Linked DNA regions of Mus musculus: all the other regions are linked to region 3. The links are chromatin contacts, called in public Hi-C, HiChIP or PLAC-seq and capture Hi-C maps. All regions are on one chromosome and are shown on one strand. The core of a region is the stretch at or near the end of the contact, and the rest is flanking DNA. Distances in the headings are between cores, read along the strand shown.

Region 1 (3,047 bases), core at 320-2,819, 400 kb before region 3:
ATCCAAAGCAGAGAGGAACAAATGATTGCTGGTTTTCTCTCAGCTTGCTGCCATCCGGATCCCTAAACCAGGGAGGGCATCACGCTGCCTACTATGGGCTGGATCTTCCCACACCAAATAACCAAGACAATCCCCCTTAGGCCTGTCCATAGCCATCCTGATCCGGGCTATCTCCGTCCCTGAGACTCCCTTCCCACGTGATTGTAGGTTGTGTGAAGGTGACTAAATTATCCATCTCTACTTCTAATTGCCTTGAAGGTGTCGTGAGAAACTTCCTGAAGCTGTTAACATGATCTTTCGTTTTGTTATCAGGGCTTTAATTGAAGCTTATCATGAAAAGGGACCAAAGGCAGAGGAGAGAAATCCCAACAGATACTAAAACTCCACACGGTGTGCGCTGGGTCTCTGTGCGCCTCGGTTGCTACAGTTGAGGGTTTCCAGGCTCTGAGGGGGCTTCTGAGGAGAAGTTTCTAAGGAGGGCTTCATTTTCTCTATCAGGGCTCCTGAGCTATGAGATTCTAAAGTCTGTCCTTATCAGGAAACCTTAAGGAATCAGCAGGAAGCCCAGAACAAGGGGAAGGAAACTCCTCCCACCCATCAAAGGATGGCCAAGGGGCAGGCATCTGAGCAGCCGAGGAACGGACACCCTGAAGTGGAGAATGGTTGAGCCCTCAGAGCAAAGGCAGAGAAAGCTGTCTCGCTACAGATACAGCGTAAAACCACCCTTACTGTGAGGCTAGCACAGAGTGGCCATTCCCGCACCCGCACCCCCAAAGCCCCGCAATCTTCGAGGCCAGGGAACGGCTAGTCCTTTATGAACGGCAGCATCTGTGTCTCTGTTTTCACATTCCACGGCCCTCTGAGGGGGGGACCTGCCCTCCTTGTTCCTGATTTTTGCCTTACTCAAGACCAGAAAGAAAAATTTTTTTTCGAAGTAAACAAACAAACAAACAAAAAAAAACAGGAAAAAAAGATGCAAACATGCATGGTCTCAATCCCTGGGGAGCAGCTGATTTTATATATATATATATTCCTCACCTGTTTGTGAGCTAGAGGGAAAGCCAGGAATTCTAGCAGACTCTGGACGTTAACGGAGACCGCTCATCCTGGGGGCTGAGAACCCAGCTCGGCTCGGAATGTTCCCTGCTTGTGCCTGACTCTGTGCGCGCCCAGCTTCTCTTTGATGTGCGCTGTGGATGAGCCGAGCTCAGTTCTGGAACAGCTGAGTCCTCCTGTCTGTTTAGATTGTTACCTGAAGGAAGGGAGGGGGAAGAAAGTGCTGATTCGACTTTTTGATGGGGAAAACTTTTTTTTTAAACATGCAAATGACAGATGGCAGAGCTTTTTGGAAAAAGAAAAAATAATAACCACACAGCAAACGCCTAGGGGGAGTCCGGTGGAGTTTCATCATGGGTATGAACAGTTGTTGTTTTTTTCAACTTTCTTCTTCTTTCTGGGTGTTGATGTGGATCTCTTTCTATTTGTTCAGGAAACTGTGACGTGTGTTCTTGGGCAGGGTCTGAGGTTTTGGAACCTCTTTCTAAAAGGGACAGAAAGAGCACCCTGCTACATTTGCTAATCCAGAGGCTGAGTGGAGCCGAGCTGGTCAGGATGCAGGTTCCCGTCGGCAGCAGGCTTGTCCTGGCTCTCGCCTTCGTCCTGGTTTGGGGATCTTCAGTGCAAGGTAAGAGACCCAGGATCTTTAATTCTCTGCTCTGAAGGCATCAGCATATGCACAAGTAATTGTCTTCATCTGAAGGTGCAGGGTGTCCTATTGTGGGAGGGGAGGTAAGGAAGGATTTCAGGTGCCTCAACAACCTCGTGTGAGTTTACTTGAGTTTGGTCTAAAAAATAATAATAATTAATTAAACTCTAAGGTAAGTGGTGGCCTTAAAACCTGTCAGGATGACTGAAAAGTGTTCTTATTTTTTTGGGTAAAGATGTGTGGTTTATTCATTTAAAGCATTCAAGAAATAAATGGAAAATTACCCAACTGATCTACTGAGATGGTGGCATCATGGAATTTTCTAGAATAGCATCCTATCACTGAGTTGTCTGCATGAACTCCATTTTGATATAAGGTCTCATGTAGCGTAAGATGGTCTTCAACTTGCTATACAGCTGAAGAGGACCTGGAACTTCTACTTCCCGAGTGCTGGGATAACAGGTGTATGTCTCCATGCTGGGTTCCAAAGAACGGAATCTGATGGCGCTGTTATTTTAACAATGAAAGAGGCTTTTGTGTGTGTGTGATTTTCTGAGACAGGGTTTCTCTGTGTAGCCCTGGCTGTCCTGGAACTCACTCTGTAGACCAGGCTGGCCTCGAACTCCGAAATCCACCTGCCTCTGTTTCCCAAGTGCTGGGATTAAAGGTGTGCGCCACCACTGCCCGGCTTTTTTTTTTTTTTTTTTTTTAATTGGGGTAAATGTAGCTATTTTTACTTTCTTCTTAAGCTCGGCTCTTACCAAACATTCAATTTTGGCTAGGCAAAATGCTAACTCTAAAACAATATTTTAGAAACAGCCTGAGGAGTGTTAGCATTTGTGCTCTCGTCCAGAAAACAGGTTTTCGTTTGAAAACCTGTCTGTAAATTTGACTGTCTTTTACAGCTGTTCAGTCATGCTGACTCAACCTCAAACTTTTTCTAAGAAGATGGAATGTTTGTAGAACAAACAAACAAACAACAACTACAAAGAAGCACACTTTATTCGCCTTAATATTTAGGGAACTATGTCTAAATGAGGCAGAAGGTCATGGCCTGATAAATAAGTTGCCGAGTTTATGGTTGAAAAACATAAAGGAAATGTTGAGTCACAGCGACATACGTGTCCTGGAGTTTCTTCGAAGTGACTCCTAGCTGTAGCGTTCTTACTTCCGGTCGAAATGACATCTCACAGGTTACTTCAGAAATTCCTTGCATAGTGGAAGTTTAGAAACTTATTTTCATGGGGCTATGCTAACGTCGTCATCGGAAAACAGGAAGTGACCTTGCTAAGGCTCACTTCTATTTATGTAGCTTTGTGATATTGGCGCCTACACCCAGGGC
Region 2 (3,181 bases), core at 12-2,511, 340 kb before region 3:
CTCTTAAGAATCGTCCATCATGGGTCCTTGGTCCAAGAGCTGCACCAATAAACCTGACCTTGTTCGTTTGCCAAATGAACCAAACCCATGAGCCTCTCACCAAGGAGGGTTCTCAAGGAGGCCTACCCATATTATTACTGCAGACTCTGCGGATAGAATAAGTGCAGTTGAGATCGAAAGACCCTCGATCAATTTCAGAGAAGGAAGGCCATTCGAGTTCAGGGTCCGAACTTTGAGGGTTTTGACTTAGCACCAGATGGTTTTAGAGCTTTGACTCCGAAGCCATATCCCGCAACTCATTTTCTGAAATCAGAAAACTTGTCAAGAAGGGATAGAGACAGAGGATTGACCGATGGCGCGGGTTGGAATGAGGACCACCAGACACCGAACGAACGAAGTTGTTACTGGGTCCAATTTTCTAAAAACCGAACGGCTCCTGAACTCAGAAACTAGATGGTGTTGGGGACCTCTCGGCAGAGGACTGAGGGAACGTCGCCACACATGGCTTCCCTCCTAGTGTTTGGCCGGCCAAGAACTGAATGGTCACGCCCAGACGGAACGAACAGAGGCACCTCTTTCCTTACAACTCGGGTGGGACCGAGTGCTGTAGTAGATAGGAGTAAGATCAAACTTTAACCAGGTACACAGAGCATACTTTGTGGTTATAACTTTCGAGATGCGAGGAGTACAAACTGCTCACGTTAACTGAATTCTGCAGCTCATGGTGGAGCACATGCCTAGCTTGCTCATGGCCCCTACATGGAGCCCTAGCACCAAGGAGAGAAGCACGTGTATTGACACACGTGTCACGTAAGCGCCAGTTATCGTACAACCGGATTTCTCTGCAACCCGTCTTGATCTGTAGCAGATCAAGCTACGTCCTCTAACGTTATCCTATCAGGAAACTACGGATATTAATGCACCAATCTTCTTGGAAATGCACTTTAGCGTTTGAAGCCACATGATGCAGGATAGACAGTTTGGTCACATGACGACGCTTGTACGGTTCCCTTCCGCGCATCTGTAACATCCCTTAAGATGCCTGATTACTTTCCCTTCTTTCGAGAAAGACGCTGCCAATTGCCGCAGAAAGAGTGAGAGGATGGGAGCTCGTTTCTGCCACTGTAACGTACAGAGGTCGTGCTCCCACGAAGAGGCGCGCTCCCAACCCTTCCATCTCCTTTTCCTTCAGGCGCACGCGGGGGCAGCCCTGTGTCTCTCTGGGTCCTTTCGCTCCGCGGGCGCCGGAGCTACGTCACCGAGCGGCGCCAGTGGTCCGGATTTTCCCCGGCTCCATTCGAGCCGCGGCCTCAATGTCCTTGCCTCGGTGTACCTTGCTGTGGGCTCGGCTCCCGGCGGGGCGCGGGGCTGGGCCCCGGGCGGCCCCTTGCTCCGCCCTTCGCGCTCTCGTGGGGTCGTTCCCGGGGGCTTCAGGACGCGTTCCCTGCTTGGCCGCCTCCTCCTCTGCCTCTGGTGGCTCCAAAGCCCCGAACACGTCCTTGTTCGTGCCGCTGACGGTGAAGCCTCAGGGTCCCAGCGCCGATGGCGACGTGGGCGCGGAGCTCACTCGGCCTCTAGACAAGAGTGAGTGCTGGAGCCTCCCGGCAGAGCGGCAGGGTCTGCAGCCTGGGCCTACATAGTGCAATGTCTGTTCCTTTTTGGAGCCCTTAGCACCCGAGCCTAAGTCATATTTAGTCTCTTCTGTAGTTGACATTGACCGTTCTCTTCGGTCGAGGAGGTTAAGAGTTTTGTCCCTAAGTGGTGCGCCGCTTGTGCTCCTAGAGTCCTCATGGAGGGATTAAACAGTGAGGACTTGCCATTGACCTGATGTGGATGTCTAACGATGTTAAAATTCCATCTGGTTGCCAAGACAACGGGTCTCAGATCCGGATTTCTCAATAAATTTACTCTCCCACGAGACAGACCTGAATTTAAATACAAGATAAAAGTTGATAAAACTGTCTTTGCCAAAAAGTAGTATCGTCCCAGGTTCCAGAGATGAATAAAAAAAAAACCTTTAGCATCACTGGGTTGAAGTGAGTTTTGTCCTACCTGCATTTGGGTGAGCTTGACAATGGGAGGGTGAAAGGTTTCTTTTCACCAAATGACATTCTTAGAGACTGAAAGAAAACCACATTTCTTTTAGGCACAAGCTGTCTTCCTGGCTCTTCAACAAGCAATATTGATGCTTCCTATTGTGACTTTAAAATATAGGCTTCATGTTGGGAGTCAGAGGCAGAGGATGGCAAGTTCAATACCAGCCTGGGCTACAGAATGAGTTCAAAACAGGCTTGGAAAACTTAAGAGAGGTCCTATTTCAAAATAAAAAAATTAAACAAGGTTTCTCTGTGTGGCTTTGGCTGTCCTGGAATGTGCTCTGTAGACCAGGCTGGCCTCAGACTCACAGAGATAGGCCTGTGTCTGCCTGCCGAGTCCCTGGATCAAAGGCCTGGGCTACCTGCACCTCCAGGCAGCAGAGTGTTCTTTTTTAATGTGCTTGAAGATATAACCCTGGGATATATGCCTTGCCAAGCACGCAGTGCCGTGGGGTCATTTCCCAGTACTGTGAAATCAACTAACAAGGTAGTACTCCTCCTCTTCCCCTTCCTTTCCCTCTACTTTTTCCCTCCTCAAGATAAGCTCGAGCTGTTCTCAGACTGGGGATTGTCATTAATTACTGCACAGGCTACCGTTGCTAACACTGCTCTTAGTAGTGAATTACATCTGCCTCTCATAGCAGGACTTGCCTTTTCTTGGTTACTCAAGAAGAGCTTTGGGCACAAGGGGAGGTTTGATGGTGACTCTGTGGGGGTGGGGGGAGGGGGACTGGCTCTCTCCTTGTGTGTCTGTGGTCTGTCAGGGATGGTGCATTGCTGTACTCTTGTCATTTTTCTTACTCCATTGCACAGTAGCCCAAAGCTTCACACTCTCAAAGCATTCCTGAGGCCCCGGCCTTTAGTATTATGACTTCAAATTCCTTTTGTTGTAGATTTGTCTAAATTGGTAAACAATTGTTAAAAAAAAATCTTTTATAGGGTCTGGAGAGATGGCTTACAAGAGCACTCACTACTCTTCAGGTCCTGAATTCAATTCCCAGCAACCACATGGTGGCTCACAACCATCTGTAATGGGGTCTGGTGTATCTAAAGAGACCAATGGTGGTGTACTCATGCATAAAATA
Region 3 (3,012 bases), core at 312-2,811:
TCCTAATTTCCCTACTTCAGTTACATTATCACAGGGATGAAAAAAAAAAAACCAAAAAAAAAAAAAAACAACCAAATCCTCGCACAATTTCCACACAGCTCGTCTTGGTTCTCCCGAGTGGTGTGCATTGATTCACACACCCACTGGCAGCATATAGGAACACACTTCACTGCCCAGCATCAAGGATGTGGTATCATTACGTTTCCTCCTCCCAGTCCATCCAATGATTCATAAGGTTCCCAAATTGTAACATTGAGCACAGATTTAAGATTCACTGGCCATTTAGATTTCTTTTATAATATGCCTGATGAAATCTTTCACCTATGTTTTAACTTGGTTGCTTATATTATTCATTTGCAGATACTCCTATACTCTTTCTGTCTTCCAGATGTCAGATTTGTTGTTGTTGGCTATCTGTTTTGTTTTTGTTTCTACGGTAAAATACTCTCACTGAAAATTTACTTAGGGCTATAGGAAAGGCTTTATTTTGGTTAACAATTCCATATTGCAGTTCAGGGGAAGTCACTTCAGAAACTTAAATAGTAATCACATCACATCCAATCAAGAGCAGAGAGAAACCGGGGCACCAACGCTGGCTGCTCACTTCCCCACTGGTTTTCTTTACTCTTACATAGCTCAGGGTCCAGCCTAGGGAATGGTGCCACCCTCAATGGGCTTGGTCAATTAATAGGACAATTCTTTACAGACAAGCACCAAGGCCAACCAGATCTAAATCAAACCTTAAGGAGACTCTCTTCTTGGGTGGTTCTAGGTGATAGATGCTTGGCTTGAGCCAGAGCCAACGCCAGAGATGCCTGACCTAGATTCCCACTCCGTGAGGCTGCAAAACTCTCTCAGGATTCCTACCGGAACAGTGTCAGAGGGTTGTAAAGGGAGTGAGGTCCCTGCTTCCTCCACGCAGGTTCCAGGGATCCAACTCAAGTCATCAGGCTGTGAAGCTCAACCATCTATCAGTCTCTCTGTCCTGTCTCACACTTTCCCTCCAGTCCCCTGTCTCTTCTCTGACTCTGCCTTTTCAGGCTGTCTATCCATCCTTTCTCCTCCCCACTACACCTGGACTCACTAGAGACCAAGAATTAATCTGGTGATCCCGCCCCCAACCCGCTCTGAGGGAAGCATGCTGCAAACTGAGCGAACATGCCAGTGATTCATACCTCTTCGGTCCCCAAGGAGCTTGGAGCTCCTGAGGGGCGGGGCTGGGTCCTTCTCAAGTGGAACAGGCAGAGTTAGCTGGGCAGATCTGAGCAGACTTGTGTTTACAAGTGGGCTCACCTTCTGCCTACTTCTCTTCTCCCAACCCAGGCATCCCGGGTCCTGGGCTTTTATGTGATCCCCTCTTCCCTGGTCCTCTTCCCCATCATGTATTCACCCACATTCCCCATCCCAATCCTTCTCAGCCTCCTCATCTCTTCCCGATAGTCCTTCCTCCCCAATCTAGCTGCTCCTTGTCCTCCCTTCTCCCTCCTTCCCCTCCCTTCTCCTCCAGTCCCGATGCGCAGCTGCAGTTACCCCGGCAGCCGGCAGAGGGGGCCCCGAGCCGGGCCTCGCCCCTGCGGTGCGCGCTTCCTGTGAGGTCAGGTGGGAGGAAACGGCCGCCCGTGGACGCCGAGCCCCGGGAACCGTGCGCGCAGGTGGGTGGTGTTCGCGCCGGGTCCCGGATCCGCACCCCTTCCCACCGCTGCGGGGCCTGGAGCCACGCCTGACCGAGGCGCTGCAGCGGCGCGGGTGGGCCAGCCTGCGGGATGACAAAGCACGGGACGTCGCGCAGAACCGCGACCCTGCCCGCTCCACGCTGTGCTCCTCCCCGGGCCCAACCTGCCTCGGTGCCCCGGCGGGTTGAGATGAACACGGAGGCGCTCCTCGGGTGACAGTGCCGGGCCTATCGTCACCCTTAGGGGCTGCAAAGCTGGGGTCCCCCAGAGCCGCAGCTGCAGCTCACACACCTTGTGGTGGGAGGTTGGACTTCGTCCTTTACCTGGGTGTTCCCTGCAGGTGAGGGGCAGGGGGCGTGCCCTCCGCAGCGCAGGTACACCCTCCCCAGCGTGATGTCCCCAGGTTCTGCCACCTGGGTGGAGACCTAAGAGGATCTACGTAGATTATTAGCGCCTGCTCTTTTTGGCAGTGCTTAGGAACCGCACCCTAACCCTGTTTTTTTTGTTTGTTTGTTTTGTTTTGTTTGTTTGTTTTGTTTGTTGGTTGGTTTTGTTGTTGTTGTTGTTGTTTTAACGTTAGCATACAAAACACTGCCTTCCTGTTTGTTTCTTTTTTGAGACAGGGTTTCACTTAGCAGAAGCTGGCCTTTAACCCCTGACCTTCCAGCCTGTACCTCCTTGGAGTTCTGGTGTTGATTACAGGTGTGCGTCACTTGGACAGGGCCCTGGGACCCACCCTCCCTCTCTTCCTCCCTTGCATTTTTTCCACCTCTTTTGGTTAATAGGACAAGCACCTGCTAAGGGTGGGCCACCATATGATCACCACCGAAAAACAATCTCTCAATTATCTGTAGCGGGCCCGTTGAGGTCAGGGGAAAGATCTGCCCCCTAGACGATCAATCGAAGGGCATGCATTTATTGGCAGGTACAGCGCAGCAGAAATTCCCAGCGTCCAGGGAGAATGGTGAGGATCTTGGCCAATGGGGAGATCGTTCAGGATGATGACCCACGAGTGAGGACGACCACCCAGCACAGAAGTAGCAGCTCTCAGCAGGTAGGCAGCCATCCTGAAGAGAAGTGTAGCAGCTGGCCCCAATTCCCAGTCTCCAGCGCCCTGCTTACCTTCTACAGCCGCGACTCTCAACCTTCCTAACTCCATGGCCCTTTAACACAGCTCCTCATGCCGTGCAGATCCCCAACCATAACATTATTTCCTTTGCTCCTTTGTAACTCCAGTTTTGCTACTGTTAAGAATCGTAATGCAAATACCTGTGTTTTCTGATGGTCTCAGGGGACCCTAGTGAAAGGGTCATGTGACTCCCTAGAGGCGGGTCGTGAC
Region 4 (2,901 bases), core at 371-2,870, 400 kb after region 3:
TACAAACACATACACAATGTGGTGGTTCACACTTGAACTTGCCTATCAACCGTCCTCTCTGCCAGACAGGCAGCCTGAACCCGGTGTAAAGAGACCTTCAGGAATCTAGTGGAACACATTTCTGCCATAGCTGTTCAGAGGTCAAGCTTCAGACAACACACAACAGGAACCCTGTGCACCCAGGCCAAAGTGAAGCCACCCTGCTGTCTCCGCCACAAAAATCACCACCCAGCCTTTTGAGTCATCCAGGCTTCTCAGGAAGGAAAATTTCAACATTGACACACAGGGTAGCCACATCTCCACTGTGGCCTCGAGGCAGAAGAGGCTCCTGAAGTGTGACTCAATAGGCTATGATATCTGTCCCCTCTTCCACTGGGGAAGGGAGGCGATGGCTCCCCTCTTTGGACACCAAAGACCAGGCTGAGAGTGAGCACTCTAGGGACAGCTGCTGAGGAATGCACCCCTAGATATACCGTTGAAAAACACCCCATGCTAAAAGGGACTGGCTGATAGAATGAAGAGGAGAAGGAAAAGAAGCACTCACTTTGGCATAGACACTCCTGCACTCAGACACACACACACACACACACACACACACACACACACACCCCAAGTGACCTGCCCATCCCTGGCCATTGCCAACCTGCATCTCCCTCCAGACAAGGCCCACTGGCTGTACAGTACTTGATAGGCCCAGCTCTAGTGAACAGGAGGTGACTTAGGCCAGTGTTGACATGCAGTCCCTTGAGAGTGTGGCTGAGCACTTGGGGTGTGTTGGCAGGGGACACAGGCTCATGTTAGAAGCTGATGCTAGCCTTGGTTCATAGGTGCTGAGTGGGGAGATCTGGAAGTTTCTTTCCAAACTACACCTGTCCTCCCCCGGGGGCCTCAGCTCTTAAGACAGCTGAGCATTCCCCCCCCACACCCCTAAATCCCAGGGTCAAAATTATCTTAGTGAGCTATGGGGATGTGTGGAGTGTGTGGTCTTGGAAAGAACAGGGTGCCTGGGAAGAGGGGGAGGAGGGAGGAAGAAAGAGTAAGAGAGAGGGAGAGTGGGAAAGGGAAAGAGAGAGGGGGAGGAGAGAAAGAGAGAGAGGGAGAGAGAGAGAGAAGAGAAGGGGATTCAGTCATTGCTGGTCTCGCTTTTTCTAACAGAACCCCTATTTCACAGGGGGGCGGGGTGAAGCAGGCCTCCAATGCACCCCTGGGTAACCCTACTCACTTTCTCTGAGATTCCTAAGGGTCTCCCGCTGCACTCAGACACCTCAGTCCTTCTGTCTGAGACCCTCCCAAGATCAAGGCCACGCCTGCCCCGCTACCCCTGCGCGTCCTGCTTCCCCCTCCCAAGACCCCAAGTTCTTCCCGGACAGATTTAGCGGACATTGAGGAGCAATGAATCCCGAGGAACCTGGTCCTCCGGACCGGCGTTAAGTATCCTAGGCAACGGCCCCCTCCTAATTCCGCGGCCCCTGTCATGCCCCTAGTGTACCCCACGCCGCGCGAGGGAACAAGGATCCCCAGTGACCTCACCTGTAGCGGTCCTTGGTCCTCGCGTCTTCCGGCGCTGAGGCCCCGTGTCGGGGCGTGCCCATCACTGTCTCCGGGTCGCAGCCCCGCCCCGAGCCCCGCCCCCGAGCCCCGCCCCTCCCGCTGCCCTGGAACTGACCTTGACCGCCTACCAGCCGCTCCCTACTTGGACACTCCCAGCGCTGATGCAGCCTAGCTAGCCTCTCAGCCTGCCAAGATCCTGCGCCTTAGTTTTGCCAGGGGTTTCTGGGAGACAACCGAGAGCCTCCCCAACACACACACACACACACACACAAACACACACACACACACACACACACACACACACACACACACACACACACTAGCTTTGCCATCTGCACACATGTGCATACGGACTGAGCGCCTGCTGTTCGCCCAGTCTTTGGTCCTGCACTGGAGCTTTAAAATGGAGAGCGGAACCGGTATATCCTTTGGTTATATGGTAGCCTGGAGAAAGAAGGGGTTTAACACAAGACTCAGGAGCTGTTTGCCTATCCTGAGTGCCCTGGATTTCTTACCCACAGAAGCAGAGCACGGTGGTGCATACCTGTAATCCTAGCATTTAGGAAGTAGAGGCAAGAGGGTTAGAAATTGGCTACTGAGTCCACTTTGGACTTCCTGAGATCCTGTCAAAAAAATGAAGCCATCAAACCACCACTGCTGACAGACTGCAGTGGTGCAGCCTTTAATCCCAGCACTAGGGAGGCAGAGGCAGGAGGATGTCTGTTGAGTTTGAGGCCAACTCGGAGCAAGTTCCAGGACATCCAGGGGCTACACAGAGAAACCAGGTCTCAAAAACCCTACAAAACAAAACAACAACAACAAGAAGACAAACAAAACACTACCACATCTCCTGTCACCTACTGCTGTAAGGAAGCTTGGAGATCAAAAAGTATTCAGGCCTCTCTCCCATACTGAAGTCAGCCCTGAGCAAGGGAGAGAAGCAAGCATGTGTGCCAAGTCACAGAAGGATGCCAGAGATAGGAAAGCCAGAGCATTCGAAGCTACATAGGGGAACGATAGGGCATCTGTCTCCAAGCAGATATTGTCCCCTACCCTAGGGGCAGTAGGCAAGTGTCCGTGAGGTCACGTACATACCTGAGCAGGGTGTACTAACTCATGCTTGTACCCACAGCCACTGGGGAGGCTGAGACAAGGAGGTTTACAAGTTCAAGGATATCCTGGGCTACAGTGAGAGACCCTGTCTCAAACATACATAGGCAGTAGGTAGCATTTCTTTATTTGGTTGGTTGTTTTGTTTTGCTTTGAACACTTGTTTTGATGAGAATTTCACACATGAACATTTCCATCATTTCCATCCTGTCTTCTATAATTGCTACTGTTGCACACACA
Region 5 (3,184 bases), core at 207-2,706, 360 kb after region 3:
TTTTGAGAGCCAGCTATTCCCATAGTAGGCACCCTGCTTCTTTCTGGAAACGTAACCCCCAAGGGATGTGATTAGGTGGGATCTTTGAGCAGTGGCGATATCGTGGGGACACTTCCTTCACATGCAAGGCTAGTGTCCGCCTTGGTTTCCCTATCCCCAACGCTGTAATAAAATACTTGAGGGAGAAGGAGTGTAGTTCAAGGATATAAACCATCATGGAGCAGGAAGTCAAAGTGGCAGGAGTTTGGAGCTAGGCATGGTGGCACACATCTTTAATTCAACCCCAGCACTCGGGAAGCAGAGGCAGGTGGATATCTGAGTTCAAGGCCAGCCTGGTCTACAGAGTGGGTTCCAAGACCCAGGGCTACACAGAGAAACCTTGTCTCGAAAACAAAAATTTTAACTAGAGGTATAGCTTAATGGTGGAACATCACCCAGCATGCAGGGGACTGGGGAGAGAGGTGCTAGGCCTTCTCCCAAGCGTTTCGAAAACAACGACGACAACAGTAATAATAATTCCATTGAAAGCTTGGCTCCTCAGATCCAGTAAGCAACCTTTCACATGCGCAGCAGCCCTGAGCAGCAGAGACACCAAACACTTCCATCACTGGCGGTTCAGAGAAACAACAGAGTGCTTAGATTGTCGCTCTGCCGATCTCCACCATAACAAAATAGCATACAAGAGTTCGTGCCACTGCCACTGGGCCCCAGGACAATCCTGGTGAGGAGGGAGGCCCAGCGTGAATGTAGCTTCTTGACCTAGCCGCTTGGCTTCGAATTCAGTGCTTCTCAAACATCCTAGTGCTGTGACCCTTTAATACAGACTCTCACCTTGTAGTGACCCCTTAACCATAAAATTATTTTCGTTGCTACTTCATAGCTGCGACTTTGCTACTGTTATGAATCACAGTGTAAATATCTGATGTGCAGGATAGCTGACTTGCAACTCTTATGTGAAGGGGTCATTTGACCCCAAAGAGGTCAAGACCCACAGGTTGAGAACCATTGGCTTAGGTGCTTATAAATCTTAGACACAAAAGACTACAGGGGCCTGTGGGCTCCCATAATCATTGTTATGATACCAGGTGTGGTTTGGTTTGGTTTGGTTTGGTTTGGTTTGGTTTGGTTTGGTTTGGTTTGGTTTCATTGTTTGAGACAGTAGCTCTTGTAGCCCAGGTTGGCCTCACTTGTCTATGTAGCCAAGGATGACCTTGGACTTCTGACCCTGCAGTGTCCACCTCCTGAGTTCCTGGATTAGTTGTATGCTATTGGGCCTCATTTATTGGTCAAACCCAGGGCTTCCTACGTGTGACTCTCTACCCACTGAGCTGTATCACCGTCCATATTGTGTTAGCCGTTTCTTTCCTGTTTACTGTTTCCCCGGCCTGGGGTATGGCTCAGAAGCACACGATTGGCTGACACCCTGAGTTCAACCCATAGACACCCTCCGATAGGGGGAGGGGTAGGCAAGGCACAATGATGGGTGTGTATGAATGTCAAACACACACACCCGGGGAAGTAGCCAGTGAGGCGGATCTCTGCGTGCTGCCTGGCCTCAGCCTGCATCAAGTGAGATAGATGTATCCCCATCTAGACAGCTGGGGACCACAAGGTCTCCAGGGAGCAGAGAGTGACAGGTTCCTTATTCATTTCTGATATTTAAAAAAAAAAAAAAAAAAAGCCGTGTGGTGGTAGCACACACCTTTAATCTCAGCACTTGGGAGGCAGAGACAGGCGGATTTCTGAGTTCGAGGCCAGCCTGGTCTACAAAGTGAGTTCCAGGACAGCCAGGACTATATGGGAGAAACCCTGTATTGAAAAAAAAAAAAAAACAAAAACAAAAACAAAAAAAAAAACCCTGAGACATGAAGAGGTGGCATGTATGTCCCCTCCAGGGCTATGAACTTTCTCCCAAACTTATCTAGAGAATCAGGAAGTTCCCGCTCCCTGGAACTGAAGGTTTCCAAACTGAAAACGTTTTCTTCCTGCACCATCAAAAAGATGGGAGAAGAAAGAAAGGGAGAGAGGGAGAGGAGGAGGGAGAGGAGAGGGAGAAGAGTAGAGTGGAAGGGAGCAGAGAGGGACCGGGAATGCAACTCAGTAGCAGAATACACTTGACAGCCACATTCACTGAGAACAGATCGTCCAGCGTCTGTCGCCTGACCACTTCCCTTTATACTCACGCTGTTAGTGGCCATGGAAAGACTGTCCCCCAATCCCAGGGTGGGAACCTCTCTGGACTGGTCCTCATCTTTCCCTCTGGTTTCACCCACAGTCTAAAGCAAAGGACAGCGATAAAGAAGGAACATCAAATTCCACCTCGGAGGATGGGCCGGGAGATGGCTTCACCATCTTGTCTTCGAAGAGCCTCGTTCTGGGGCAGAAGGTAATAACACAGACTGGGCTGCAGTAAGTGCCTCTGTATATGCCACTGCTCACAAAGCTGAGATGCCTCCTCCGTCCAGGTGTCATAAATATTTCTAGAGCAGGCTATTGGGTGCTGGTCAACGTTAGGTCAGCCTAAAGTCTGCCTAGAGGATCGGGACAATAGGACGGCATCCTGGTTCTGCTGGGGAATCCCCAAGCCCCAGCTATGTCTTCACCCACCAAGAAAAATCTATTGCTAACTGCCAGCCAGGCTTGAAGAGGCCTAGCTTCCATGATGAAATGTCATTTAACAGAGGCAGAGAATAGCAATATATGTTTCTTGAATATGACGGGTGCTAGGAATGAATTATTTGTCAATTATTCAGTCTGCCTTCCTTCCTTAGCTGCAGGGAGGGGAAAAAGATAAAAACCTAACAGGGTATATTCCAGCAATTTCTCAGCATCCTGCCAGACATGCAAATAATTCATTTCTATGAGCGTCAAATTCACCGAGCAGACAGATTGTCTACGGAGCCAACCCGGGGCTGAAATAAGACGCACAGGGAAGAAGTAGCCAGTGAGGCGGATCTCTGCGTGCTGCCTGGTCTCAGCCTGCATCAAGTGAGATAGATGTAGCCCCATCCAGACAGCTGGGGACCACAAGGTCTCCAGGGAGCAGAGAGTGGCAGGTTCCTTATTCGTTTCTGATATTAAAAAAATAATAATAACCGAGACACAAAGAGGTGGCATGTATGTCTCCTCCAGGACCAAGGACTTGCTCCCAAACTTACCTAGAGAATCAGAAGGTTCCTGCTCC
Region 6 (2,852 bases), core at 59-2,558, 420 kb after region 3:
CTGGAGTCCTGGTTGTCAAATATGAACTGAGGTCTCTAACACTGGGGGCCTGGTGAGGGCGGGCAGTCCTGAGTCTTACTTGGGTGTAGCGGAGTGTACCAACACCCTGGCTGCTTCCCGGGGTGCCACATGGCGACAGGTGACCACCAGGCGAGGCGCCACGACCACTCCGGAGCCCCACACGGTACCACACTCCACCAGCACCGCCGCGGCCGCCCACGGGGGTCCGAGATCGCGCAGAGGCAGGCCCCGTGGCGTGCTCACATCGGGTGGCGGCAGCAGCACAGACAGGGAAGCGGAGCCGGGGTGCAGACGGGCGAGCGCCCAGCGGGCAACCTGAAGCAGCGGGGCGGCGGCGCACAGCAGCGTGAGGCCCACCCACTCGCGGGCCTTCCAGCAGAGCGGCGCGGCCACCAGAGCCACCAGCGCACCCGCAGGTCGAGCGGCGAACACTCCGCCGCCTTCCGTGCCCGGCAGGCAGCGCGCGTCGGTGAGCAGCAGCGGCCCGGCCGCGTTGCTGAGCACGCCGCGGCTCAGCGTGTTGAGGAAGATGTCCGGGCAGAAGGCACCGAACGGAGAGCCACAAGCCAACAGCGGTGCGCCCTTGACCACGGCCCCGAGCGGTGCCACGGTCACCACCGGTCCGCGCCTCTCCTCCGCCGCCGCGCCCCGCTGCACCCGCAGCAGGGCGAACCAGCCGAGCGCGCGCAGCTGGTCCTCCTCTTCCTCCTCCGAAACCGCATCGTCGGGCGCCGAGCTTACGAAGTGCCATTGATCGACCGCATCGGCCCCGAAGAGCCGAGCGAAATGCGAGCGGAAGGCCGGGCAGCTGAGCAGCAACAGCAGCTGCGCTGGTCGCGGGGGCTGCAGAGGCCGCGCGCGGGCCCGGCTCGGGGCGCCGGGTTCGAGGCCCAGGCTTGCGCACTGAGGCGTGCACAGCCCCGGGAGTTCCTGATCCGCGCGACCGGCAGGGCTGGCAGCCGTGGGTCCCCACTGCACGTGGAGACGTAGGTCATCGCTGCAACTGTCGCCCGGCAGGAAGGCGGTGCCCGTCTGGGTCAGCGCCGCGCTGCCCGTCCGCAGGAAGGGGGTAAAGATGCCTCCGTGGCACAGCACTAGGCCTGGGTTACGGCTCAGAATCACCCCGCTGCAGCTCCACGAGCCCGCGTCAGGCTGTCCGGCCCGCGAGGCGCTCACCACGCAGCCCGCCTGCTCCGCCACTCTCATAGAGGGTCCCCATTGCCGCCCCATGGCTTCCCCAAGACGTCGCACAACGGCTGTCACCACAGGGCGACTGGCGCAAACTCTGACTCAGGCCTCCTTGCCGAGCCCGATTGGCTAAACCTCAAGCGACCGCTCTTATTGGTTGGGCACAGCGCCGAGTCCTGATTGGCTATTGATGCTACTCCTCGTTTGCTAATCCTCCTTTCCCCGCCCTCTTAATTTAGCCAGCCTAGGAATCCTTGGGTTTGGGGTGGCGGGGTGGAGGGGCGGGGGAAGAGGTGAAAAGAAACCTCCTGAGACACAGACGTGAAGCGTCACAGGGAAACCGACAAGGGCGACACTCCCCAGTCGAATCTCGTACTTGACCGGCATCTAACTGTACCCTACAGCCACTGCACGGATGTAAGCAACCTCCGTCTCTTGACAGTGGAACAATATGGGCCAAGGGAACCCTTGGTTGATTCAGTACGTACATTCATACATACATGTGTTTATTCTGGATTTTCGAGATAGGGTTTCTCTGCTTGGTGCAGGAACTCGAGCTGCAGACTAGGATGGCCTCGAACTCGGGATCTACCAGTTTCTACCTCCCAAGCCACCAAACCCCGATCTACTTAAAAAATTTTGTAAATCCTACAACAATCCACTAGGGGGCATGCGACTCACAAAATTGCTCCTAGGACAGTTACTAAAATTCCTAAATACATAAATTGTTTTGAAAGTGGCACAGGGTGCCACTTTTTGGCCCACACTGGCATCGAACTTCGGCAGTTCTTCTGCCTACATCCTCCCTAGAGTCCAGGGATTACAGTTTTACTTTACCCATGGGTTATTTAACCATGTATTATACAACCTTTCACACGACATGTCTAACCACCACTCCGGATTTATGTTAGGTCAGGGCAAATACTTTGAAAGTACAGACTGAACTAGTTCAGGTTTTGTGGGCTATAAAATCATCACTTCCAAATATTCAGCATATAACCCAGTCTCGTAATTCGAATTTCATAACAGCTCATCTCCTCCACCATTTACAAGTGTAAAAATCAAGACTGGAGAGGAGGGCTCAGCACTTAAGAGCTCTAAGCACTTACAGCTCTAAGCATGGACCTTAGTTTGGTTCCCAGCACCCACATGGTACCTTACAGTTGCTTGTAATTATAATTCCAGGATATTCAATACTCTCGTCTGGCATCTGCTGTCCCCTGAACTCATGACTCAGGCAGGCAAACACGTACACATAAAATATAGTATTAAAAAGTTCCTCACTTTCCAAGGACAGGTGGGCATGAACAGGTATGTTTGGAGAGACTTCATGAATCTCTCTAAAGTATATTAATGGTTTTTGGTTTGGTTTGGCTTGGTTTTTCGAGACAGGGTTTCTCTGTGTAGCCCTGGCAGTCCTGGAAATCACTCTAGACCAGGCTGGCTCAGAAATCGGCCTGCCTCTGCCTCTAGAGTGCTGGGATTAGAGGATGTATTAATGTTCAGTGAGACTTCTGGGAATGGAGTTAACACTGCTGCTGCTTTCCCAGCCTCACACCTAATGCTTCCAGTGCTCCTGTGTCACAAACCTACCTAATAAGGGCAAACAGCGGTTGAGGCAGACAGAACTGGAATGAAGCGCA
Region 7 (3,085 bases), core at 551-3,050, 470 kb before region 3:
TTTATATTTAGTTCTTGGTGGCTTTTATTTTATAGCAGTGACTGCTAGGTCTGTAAATCTAGTAGCTTGGCTTGCCTTTTGTGTATACTGCATTAAAGCAGATCAGGTTATAACGGGGAGTTAGCCTTGGCTAAATTGTCATAAAAATGAACGCAATCCTATGTTAACATACCTTCACTGTCTTCAGACACACCAGAAGAGGGCATCGGATCCCCCATTACAGATGGTTGTGAGCCACCGTGTGGTTGCTGGGGTTTGAACTCAGGACCTCTTGGAAGAGCAGTCACTGCCATCCCCCCAGCCCTTCAGTGGGCCATTTTCTACAGGTTCATTTCTTGAATCATCCATTCAAGTTTTGTGAATTGCTCTCTTCCCCTAACATCCTATGTTTACCTTTCAATATGTATGTACATACATTTTAAGACTTAAAATAATTTTACATTTAATAAATGTTTTCAAGACAGATCTCACTGTGTATCTCTGGCTGTCTTGGAACTATGTAGACTTGTAGCACAACCAATTCTGAGCTTATCCCTGACCAGCTTACAAATAAGTGAGACTCACACTATGGTTATTTTATTTGGCTTTGACAATTACTGGGGGATAATCTCTAATCTATTTTTCCAACTGCTGACCTGGCTTCTTTCCCAGCAGTGTTCCCCCAAGTAATTGCTGTTTCTCCTGCCGTGTGCTCATGGTCCATCTCTCCTGGCTCTTGTTCTACTCTCTCCAATGCTCAACAAGGAAACCCACCTACCTCTGATCCCTGCAGTTATTAGCTGTAGCCTTTGTTGTTTGTTTTTGTTATTTCGAGACAGGATTTCTGTGTAGCCCTGGCTGTCCTGAACTTTGTAGACCAGGCTAGCCTTGTACTCAGAAATCCGCCTGCTTCTGCCTCCCCAGTGCTGGGATTAAAAGCGTGTGCCACCACGCCCGGCAGCTGTAGCCATTTTTTTTTTTTTTTTTTTTTTTTGGTTTTTCGAGACAGGGTTTCTCTGTATAGCCCTGGCTGTCCTGGAGCTCACTTTGTAGACCAGGCTGGCCTCGAACTCAGAAATCCGCCTGCCTCTGCCTCCCGAGTGCTGGGATTAAAGGCGTGCGCCACCACGCCCGGCTAGCTGTAGCCATTTTTATTTAACCAAATTAAGTTTTAAATTAAGGAATAAAGTTTGTACAACAAAAGCTGGTAAGCATGAGAATTTAATCATAGGCTACAGAATTTAGCATTACAATACATATCAACACTGGCCCCTGTGTCAGCCTGCAGATAATTGGCACCATGCCTAGCTCAGAGCCTTTATAGAATTTTCAGGGACTGGGCGGTGGTGGTGTGAGGTGGCTCTAGTAAGTAAAGGCTGCGGAGGCTGAGCCTGAGGATCTGAATTTGATCCCTGAGACCTGGGTACCTGGGTTGTAGTTTCCTACAACTATAATTTTTAACTGTGATAGCGTAATACATTAGTGGTGAAAGATTCTTGCCTATGAACTTGAGCAGTTATCGAAAGATGTTAGTGTTAAATTTCATTTAAGCTAGGGATTGACTTTACGATAGGCTAGTACCTTACCCCTAAGAATCATTCTGATTCTGAACATTTTTGTATAAACTACATTTTGGGATGAAGCAGGAGAAGCCATACTGCTCAAGGGTAGCAGCGGAAGGCTCTGTATTCCCTGACAGCTTCGTTTCCTTGACGACGGCTGTTGTGGCGACCAGAACATCCTCCCATTGGCTGCTGCCGAGCGTCTAGCGCTCCCCTCTACCGACTTCATTGGTCGGCGCTCCACAGTCACGACACGTCGTAAATGAAGTGTCGCAACGCGGAGGCCTCCAGTGGCTGCTGGTCCACGGACGGGGAGGCGGCCGTCAGCTCAGGCCGCGATGGCGAACGCTCCGGGGCCAGAGATCCGCGAGAAGTTCCAGGCAGCGCTGGCCCTGTCGCGGGTGGAGCTGCACAAGAACCCGGAGAAGGAGCCGTACAAGTCCAAGTACGGCGCGCGCGCGCTGTTGGAGGAGGTGCGCGCGCTGCTGGGCCCGGCGCCCGAGGACGAGGACGAGCCGGCTGCTGACGATGGGCCGGGCGACCAGGCCTTGGGCGCGGGTGAGCCCCGGGAGGCTGAGGGCCCCGGAGCGCAGCGGGCGCTGCGCCTCGCGGTGGTCGAGTTCCACCTTGGTGTGAACCACATCGACACGGAGGAACTGTCTGCCGGCGAGGAGCATCTGGTCAGGTGCCTGTCGTTGCTGCGCCCCTACCGCCTGTCGCTCGGCTGTGTGTCTCTCTACATCCAGGCGCAGGTGAGATGCTGAGGCGGGAGTTCTGCATCCAAAACGCTCCTCCTGGCTGCGCACGTCTCTCAGTTGGTTCAGTCCCCAGCATTGCACAACACCCGGCCTGAAATTCCAGTACTAGGGAGGCTGCGGCAGGAGGATTGCTTTGGGTTCTTGGCTAGCCTGGGTTTCATAGCGAAGTTTAGTCCCTTTTAATTTGTCATAACACCTACCCTCCATCTGCCTACCAACTCCCTCTGAGTTCTCGCCGCCTACTCCAGCCTCACTTGCTACTTTCCGTAATCCTGGGCAGAAAACCTAAGCGTCCGAATCAGCGCCTCCCAACCCAATGACAAGCTTAGTTTCATTCTGTGAAGAAATAATCCAACGGGATTCGAATGGAATGAACAGGACAAGGGATCGCAAGAATGATCCAATCTTAAATGTTGTTGTTGTTAATGGCCAAAATCTTAAAACTTTATTCTTTACCACATTCATCTTGTTTGCTCAGCAAGGAATTCGTACCTTTTCCTTAAACTGTCTCGACAACCTTTTAATAACTTTTTATTTTTTGTTTGTGTTTAGACATCCATTTGTGTCTGCAATGCTTAACTTCGACTGTCTTCACCTCCTGAGTGCTAGGACCCCCTCCCCCTTTTCCTTTCAGAGTCTTGTAGCCCAGGCTGCCTTTAACCCATGATCCCCCCACCTCAGCCTCCCTGCTGAGGTTATCGGAACTCTTGTTTGGACTAACTCTATCTGGTCCAAACTGATCTCACCTTCCATCCTTTACATTTTTATAAGCAGCAAGTGCGACTT

The links. A called contact is a pair of places that touch in the nucleus more often than the background predicts. HiChIP or PLAC-seq counts read pairs in DNA pulled down with a chosen protein or histone mark. Capture Hi-C pulls out chosen DNA fragments and counts their contacts.
Region 1: a capture Hi-C map of embryonic stem cells shows a contact between it and region 3, with 2.1 times the contacts expected there. The contact joins the promoter of Srgn here to the promoter of Fam241b in region 3. A contact is called at or near these places in 3 of 484 Hi-C or Micro-C datasets (cerebral cortex, embryonic stem cells and pro-B cells), 1 of 115 datasets of contacts at active chromatin or transcription factors (T-cell acute lymphoblastic leukemia) and 1 of 9 other capture datasets (embryonic stem cells).
Region 2: a contact with region 3 is called in a capture Hi-C map of embryonic stem cells, with 2.8 times the contacts expected there. The contact joins the promoter of Supv3l1 here to the promoter of Fam241b in region 3. A contact is called at or near these places in 2 of 115 datasets of contacts at active chromatin or transcription factors (embryonic stem cells and large pre-B cells) and 1 of 9 other capture datasets (embryonic stem cells).
Region 4: an H3K4me3 HiChIP or PLAC-seq map of forebrain shows a contact between it and region 3, with 4 times the contacts expected there. The contact joins the promoter of Aifm2 here to the promoter of Fam241b in region 3. A contact is called at or near these places in 4 of 39 promoter capture datasets (embryonic stem cells, hippocampal neurons and stem cell-derived epiblast-like cells), 2 of 115 datasets of contacts at active chromatin or transcription factors (embryonic forebrain and forebrain) and 1 of 9 other capture datasets (pancreatic islet).
Region 5: a Hi-C map of embryonic stem cells shows a contact between it and region 3, with 2.9 times the contacts expected there. The contact joins the enhancer-like site here to the promoter of Fam241b in region 3. A contact is called at or near these places in 2 of 39 promoter capture datasets (both in embryonic stem cells), 3 of 15 datasets of contacts at CTCF or cohesin (all in embryonic stem cells), 49 of 484 Hi-C or Micro-C datasets (the CH12 cell line, the HL-1 cell line, adipose-derived mesenchymal stem cells and 11 more), 9 of 115 datasets of contacts at active chromatin or transcription factors (astrocytes, differentiating embryonic stem cells, embryonic forebrain and 2 more) and 2 of 9 other capture datasets (embryonic stem cells and liver).
Region 6: a contact with region 3 is called in a Hi-C map of cortical neurons. The contact joins the promoter of Tysnd1 here to the promoter of Fam241b in region 3. A contact is called at or near these places in 2 of 39 promoter capture datasets (hippocampal neurons and stem cell-derived epiblast-like cells), 2 of 484 Hi-C or Micro-C datasets (cerebral cortex and cortical neurons), 3 of 115 datasets of contacts at active chromatin or transcription factors (embryonic forebrain, embryonic stem cells and forebrain) and 1 of 9 other capture datasets (embryonic stem cells).
Region 7: a contact with region 3 is called in a Hi-C map of pro-B cells, with 4 times the contacts expected there. The contact joins the promoter of Kifbp here to the promoter of Fam241b in region 3. A contact is called at or near these places in 2 of 484 Hi-C or Micro-C datasets (B cells and pro-B cells).

Annotation. Positions count from the first base shown.
Region 1 is chr10:62,506,279-62,509,325 of GRCm38.p6, reverse strand. It overlaps Srgn (serglycin), which reads left to right and starts at 1,569. Exons shown (of 3, transcript NM_011157.3): 1 at 1,569-1,684. The coding sequence starts at 1,612. Gm51804 (a long non-coding RNA gene) reads right to left here and starts at 1,522. Exons shown (of 3, transcript XR_003949006.1): 1 at 1,372-1,522; 2 at 1,039-1,252.
Region 2 is chr10:62,447,818-62,450,998 of GRCm38.p6, reverse strand. It overlaps Supv3l1 (suppressor of var1, 3-like 1 (S. cerevisiae)), which reads left to right and starts at 1,261. Exons shown (of 15, transcript NM_181423.3): 1 at 1,261-1,584. The coding sequence starts at 1,314. It overlaps 4930507D05Rik (RIKEN cDNA 4930507D05 gene), which reads right to left and starts at 1,839. Exons shown (of 1, transcript NR_027926.1): 1 at 1-1,839.
Region 3 is chr10:62,109,599-62,112,610 of GRCm38.p6, reverse strand. It overlaps Fam241b (family with sequence similarity 241, member B), which reads left to right and starts at 1,561. Exons shown (of 4, transcript NM_027251.4): 1 at 1,561-1,652; 2 at 2,297-2,375; 3 at 2,599-2,727. The coding sequence starts at 2,635.
Region 4 is chr10:61,713,982-61,716,882 of GRCm38.p6, reverse strand. It overlaps Aifm2 (apoptosis-inducing factor, mitochondrion-associated 2), which reads right to left and starts at 1,620. Exons shown (of 10, transcript NM_001284300.1): 1 at 1,531-1,620.
Region 5 is chr10:61,748,478-61,751,661 of GRCm38.p6, reverse strand. Macroh2a2 (macroH2A.2 histone) reads left to right here. Exons shown (of 9, transcript NM_207000.2): 5 at 2,276-2,386. Among named protein-coding and RNA genes, the nearest start is that of Mir5108, 25 kb to the left of the region's middle. Within about 2 kb of position 1,456, at least 33 of the 459 cell types and tissues checked have an H3K27ac peak or open chromatin away from gene starts, as enhancers often do. A contact at or near this core is called in embryonic stem cells, induced pluripotent stem cells and liver, where this site is marked.
Region 6 is chr10:61,693,970-61,696,821 of GRCm38.p6, reverse strand. Tysnd1 (trypsin domain containing 1) reads right to left here and starts at 1,308. Exons shown (of 4, transcript NM_027912.1): 1 at 80-1,308. The coding sequence starts at 1,251.
Region 7 is chr10:62,577,172-62,580,256 of GRCm38.p6, reverse strand. It overlaps Kifbp (kinesin family binding protein), which reads left to right and starts at 1,800. Exons shown (of 7, transcript NM_028197.2): 1 at 1,800-2,293. The coding sequence starts at 1,880. Ddx21 (DExD box helicase 21) reads left to right here. Exons shown (of 15, transcript NM_019553.2): 15 at 1-10.